2 separate regions of the Mus musculus genome follow, and region 1 is linked to region 2. Evidence: chromatin contacts called from public promoter capture Hi-C data. All regions are on one chromosome and are shown on one strand. The core of a region is the stretch at or near the end of the contact, and the rest is flanking DNA. Distances in the headings are between cores, read along the strand shown. Region 1 overlaps Foxn3 (forkhead box N3). Region 2 overlaps Foxn3 (forkhead box N3).

Region 1 (2,700 bases), core at 98-2,597, 120 kb after region 2:
GTGTACCACATGGGTGCAGAGCCCACAGACGTCAGGAGAGGGTGTGCCCTGGAACTGGAGTTACAAATGGTTGTGAGCAGCCATTTGGGTGCCAGGAACCAAACCCAGGTGACCCGCAAGAGCAATCAGTGCTTAACTGTCACGCCACCACTACCGTCCCTGAGGGGCTCACTGTGTTCATTTTTTGGCAACGCCCTTTCCTGTGAATCTACTCCTCAGGACCAGCATTCACCTGTTCATCTCGTCTATCTCCAAAGGGTTCGCTCTTCCACACACTCATGGAGAAACACCACAAAATCTTCCCAGGAGCATTCTTGTCAGTTTCCACTCTGAACGTCAGCCCAGCCAGCATCTCTTTGCTGATCCTAGCAGGATTCAGGGACCACTCTTTGGCACTGAGTTCTTGACTCCAAGGGCCCGCATCTCTGGTTTTGTTGGGTTTTCTGAGACCCTCCCCCGCCCGCCTGTCCCTTTCACAAGTGGCAGCTCGCCCTGGGCTTTCTGGCATCTTTCATCCCTTCCGCAAGCTGACTCTTTTGTCCACTGTGCAAAGGAGGGCGTTCACCTCTTGCATAAATCTGCTTACTGCCCCCAGGCGTGCCCACTAAAAAACCTTAGCACTTACAGGGAGGGGGCAGCCCCTCTCCACATTTGCCCTCAGATGCCCACTGCCTTCTGTTCTCCTTGGCCCGGGGTAGACTCTGAGTCTTCCTCCGCATTGTTTGTCTTTTTGTCCTGCAGTGAGGAAAGCTTTTTCTGGAGCTTCAGTAATTGTCAGCGTGCCGGTCTGTTTACAGAGGTGAAGTTGGAGGGGTGCTCCTGGGCTCCTCTAATCTTTCTCTGTGTGCTTTGGAACATGCTTTTATGCTCATTAAAAAATAACAAGGAAGTACGACTTTCAAAGAGGCCGCTAGTTCATTTTGATCTTTGCTGGTCCGGTTATTTATTTATTTTGGAATGAAGGGTCTTAGGTATGTAGTATACCTAAGACTTGCAATGTCCATTTACCTTTCAAGTACTGGGATTGCAGGCTTGTGTTAGCATGTTCAGTTGGTATATGATGGAGACTGAAGGCTTTGAGTGTGCCAGGCAAGAGCTGAGCCGCACCCCCCACACCTGTGAGCCCAGCTGTCTAAACTTCCCATGCCAGTAGCCTGCTGTACAGTCGAAGGCCCCTTCAGTTCCATAGTCTGCATTTCCCTGCTTGACCCTAACTTTAGCTAATCTCCAGACCCCTGTCTCTAATAACTGTCTTCATGGAAGTCTCATATTGCCCTCTGAGAAAGCAGCCCTGTGAGCAGACTGCTGAGTAAGACGTTATGGCCAGCAAGGCTGAGGACAGGAAATTGAAAACATTTACCAGAGACTTCCTCAAGAGGCAAGGCATCTGTTTCCCCCACTTCCCCTCTGTGTGTGTATGTCTGTGTGTCTGTCTGTCTTTTGTCTGTGTGTGTCTTTGTGTGTCTATGTGTGTACACACACCGCACATACTTGTAGGTATGCCCGTGCTGTGGTCCAAGTGTTGAGGGCAGAGGACATCCTCCAGTCTTCGTACATGTGTCTGCCTTTTTTGAGACAGGGTCTTTTCACCTAAGTACTTCAGGCTAGCTGACCTGGGAGCTGCCAGGCATCCTCCTGCCTCTGCTTTTCTGCTCCAGTAAGGGGCCTGCACTGAGCTCCTGGGGTTTGAATTCAGGTCCTCACACTTACACAGAGAATTGCTTTACCTATGGAGCCAGTCCCCCAACATACACTTTATGATTGCTAAAGATTGGATGGAGAATAGAAAGTCCTAGAATTAGCCACTGGAAGGTTAGTACAAAGAATAACCCTACTGCTGAGCACTGATCTTACTTGATGTTCATTTTTATGGATGTAACTTTAGACTAAATACATCAATAGGAATGTTTTCTTTTAGATTGCATAGCGTTTAGGAATGTTTCTGAAATCTATTAAATTATACCCGTAACAAGACTATGAAGTGTAGAGATGAAACAGCTTTGGATCCTGTTGCCATAAGTAACATGTGTCTTATCAAAGAGCCCTGGCTTTAAGTACAATTGGAAAGGAAAAGCCATTCCCCTTGAAGCTCTGTGGAACTGCTGGGGTGGAGGTCTAGAAATATTTTTGTAAAATTACCAAAAGACTTAAGGATAATGAAGCTTTTAGGATGTGTTCTGAGCAAGCTGTTCAAATGATGGTTTCAGAAGTGGACTTAAAATTACCCCCTCTAAGCTTCCGAAGCCAAGTTTATATCCATTCTTTCTGCTCCCTGTGGGTTTCCTTCCTAAGCCCTTGCCAAGCGGCAGGCCTTAGGGTTTTCATATCTGTGCCATCACGCACACAATGGGATGTGTGCCTACATTTGTGTGCACATGTGTGTAGCCCAGGTTCTTAAGTGGAATGGCCTTAAAGAGATCGTTACTCTCAGTGGTCCTTGCAGCCTGTAGAAGAAAGTTGCAGGCTCTCCAGATGTGGGTAATGGAACCCTGGGATGACATGCCCCTGCCGCCCCAACCATGTGCCCTCAAGCAGCTCATCTGACTGGTGCAGGCCTCTGCTTCCTGCCCAGTCCAAAAAGCAAGAGTCCCAACTTGATGAACTTGGTGAGAATTAAAAGGCACAGCATTCGTTATGTTCACGGTAACATCTGTGCAGACTCCTGCAGCTTCGTATACCTTCACCCTCAAGCAACAACAA
Region 2 (2,700 bases), core at 50-2,549:
GTTAGATTTTTCAAAACCTTACACCGTGGGCCAACAAGACGGCTCATCTGCCCTAAAGATGCTTGCTCCCGGTTGCTGCGAGCTGAGTTTGGTTCCCGGGGCCCATGTGGTGGAAGAAGAGAAACAACCGACGTGTGCACGCTGTCCTCTCACCTCCACCGTGTCCTCATCCACAGCCACACGCAGACGCCTGAATTGATAAATGTCATGAGACAAAACCACTTATCTATGAGAATGCAAAATGTTAAAGCAACAGAAATCATAGTTTAGTGCACACGTGGGGACAAAGCTTCTGGCCAGTTTCAGTACGAATTTATAAGTGTTCCGCAAGCTGAGCAGGTCGGTGCACGCATTCAGTCCCAATGCTGGAGAAGCAGAGGCAGCTGGAGCTCTGTGAGTTTCAAGGCCAGCCTGGTCTACGTAGTGAGACATAGTGATATCCCACCTCAAAAAAACCTAAACTAAAGTAAAACAACAACAACAACAAAACTTTTCCAAGAAGTAAAATTGACCAAAAACAAAAGAAGAGAAATCCAAAAGCAACTTCCAGGACTCTGGTGGAGAGGCCTTTAAGTTTGTTTGATCTGGAGATGTGAATGTGACTGAAAGCCTGAGGGACACAGGAAAGCCCCCAGAGGGCTGTGGGTAGGACGCAGTGACCTTTGCTATCAATATTGCAGGACTCCCCCATTCTACATTTTTTTTTTAAATGTATTTTTTCTACACTAAAAAAATATGTTTTGTGTCTTAGGCAACAGAAGCGGTGGACAAAGCTTTCATTTAGATCATGCAAGAAACTGAAAATGTGGAAGATTTTCCTTAGAAGAGGGGGTATGGGGGGGGGCAGAGTAAAGTGGAGTCTCCCGACTGCTGCTTCATCCCAGCCATCCCTGCAGTGAGCCCCAGCATCCCTGCAGCGAGCCAGCACTCTGCAGTGTCTAACTTTCCACTTTCACTTTTGATTAGTTAGGGCCCCCATCTGCTGTTATTTGGATATGAGTCTTTTCTGTGACTTATTTTCCAAGGATCCGAAGCAGTTTAAAAATACATAATGTTCAGCGATCTAACCATGTTGTAATGTTAAGTACTTGTTTGGGGACTTAAAACTAAATCCGTCAAACAGATTTGAAACCTTTACAGTGTCTTAAAAAATGATAGCCGGTGAGCAAAAAAGAAAGAGGGGACCACGTAAGCTGTGATCGCCACGCTTTTAGCAGCCACACTAGCAGCAAGCAGTTCGGTTTGCAAAAACAGAAGAGTGACAATTCTTTATTTAATGTTAAACAGGAAACTGAAAGCAATCTGCAGCACCAGGGTGCGTTTTCAAGGAACCTGCTATTTATCAGTGCTGGAAAAAGCCGGCAGACATTTCTTCTATTTGCTTAAGATGATAATGTCTTCGTGAAAATCTTAACCCAAACGTGACCGCCAGAAACAGGGTCTGTTGTATCCGCTGGTTTTGAGGCAACCGGTTCCCCCCAGAACCAAAGGAAATGTAGAAGCAAATTGCAGAGCTCTCAGAGAGTTGGAGAGTTGGGCAGGCACTCATGTTTTGCCCGTGTGTGGGGCTGTCACTTAGCCAGCATGTGTGGGTATGAATATTCTTTCTGAAGACCTGGGCTTCATTTTTAAGGTCAGCCTTCAATTTCGAGAGAATATAATTTGCTGTTATTTTTAGGGCTTTCATGATTGCTCGTAATAACTAATGAAAAAAAAAACAGCAGAGAAATAAATGTGTAACAGCTGTGTCTGCTTAACTTGATTAAAGGCAGTTAAAAAAAAAAGTAAACAGAAGACTAATGTGACAATAGGCAACGGGGACAAGTATCTCTGTCATTGTGAGAAGTCTTACAGACATAACTTGCCTCGAGTCGGAAGGCCGGCCGGGTCTGTGTTTAAAGTTTACTTTACTGTTTGTCTAGTGTGGGATCAGTGTTGGAGTGAATAATTTATAGCCAGCATGAATGAGCTCATTAGTCACCTTTTCAGACTTTAAATGAGTTTTGTGGTTGTCATTACTCGGGCCTTCTGTTCAGCCGCCGAGCAAAATGACAGCTTGGCAGTTGGCTGCCTTGTTGTGGGGGCCGCCTGTTCCCCTTCAGGTCTGTGCTGGCTTTTGTGTTTCATTGAGACCTTGCTTTTCTTGCCCTGTGGCTGGGCCAGGAACACTCACTTTTCAGTCTTATATACTTGAAGGCTCAAAGAGACATTTTGGAGGAAGTTTAAAACAAAACAAAACAAAACAAACGTTTTGGTGGTATCTGCCAGTGAAATGGATGGGCGCTTGCTCTCCCTCTCCCTCTCCCTCTCCCTCTCCCTCTCCCTCTCCCTCTCCCTCTCCCTCTCCCTCTCCCTCTCCCTCTCCCTCTCCCTCTCCCTCTCCCTCTCCCTCTCCCTCTCCCTCTCCCTCTCCCTCTCCCTCTCCCTCTCCTTCTCTCTCTCTCTCTCTCTCTCTCTCTCTCTCTCTCTCTCTCTGTGTGTGTGTGTGTGTGTAGGCCAGAAGTCAACATCAGGTGATGGCCACTGAAACGCTGTGCTCATCAGAGAGAATAGCAAAGGCGCCCACGAATGCCTGTCTACTCAGGGTTTCTACTGCTGCAGTAAAACATCATGGCCCAAAAACAAGTTGGGAAGGACAGGGTTTATATGGCTTACACTTCCAGTTCACAATCTATCATTGGAAGAAGTCAGGGCAGGAAC

The links. Capture Hi-C pulls out chosen DNA fragments and counts their contacts.
Region 1: a promoter capture Hi-C map of adipose tissue shows a contact between it and region 2. The contact joins two enhancer-like sites. A contact is called at or near these places in 6 of 484 Hi-C or Micro-C datasets (cerebellum, embryonic stem cells, ganglionic eminence and 3 more), 12 of 115 datasets of contacts at active chromatin or transcription factors (bone marrow-derived macrophages, embryonic forebrain, embryonic hindbrain and 6 more) and 3 of 9 other capture datasets (adipose tissue, liver and pancreatic islet).

Annotation. Positions count from the first base shown.
Region 1 is chr12:99,283,273-99,285,972 of GRCm38.p6, reverse strand. All of the region lies in intron 4 of Foxn3 (forkhead box N3), which reads left to right. Among named protein-coding and RNA genes, the nearest start is that of Gm46371, 46 kb to the left of the region's middle. Within about 2 kb of position 1,347, at least 66 of the 459 cell types and tissues checked have an H3K27ac peak or open chromatin away from gene starts, as enhancers often do. A contact at or near this core is called in adipose tissue, bone marrow-derived macrophages, embryonic forebrain and 2 more, where this site is marked.
Region 2 is chr12:99,405,755-99,408,454 of GRCm38.p6, reverse strand. The region is part of intron 1 of Foxn3 (forkhead box N3); the gene reads left to right. Among named protein-coding and RNA genes, the nearest start is that of Gm51999, 15 kb to the right of the region's middle. Within about 2 kb of position 1,299, at least 152 of the 459 cell types and tissues checked have an H3K27ac peak or open chromatin away from gene starts, as enhancers often do. A contact at or near this core is called in adipose tissue, bone marrow-derived macrophages, embryonic forebrain and 2 more, where this site is marked.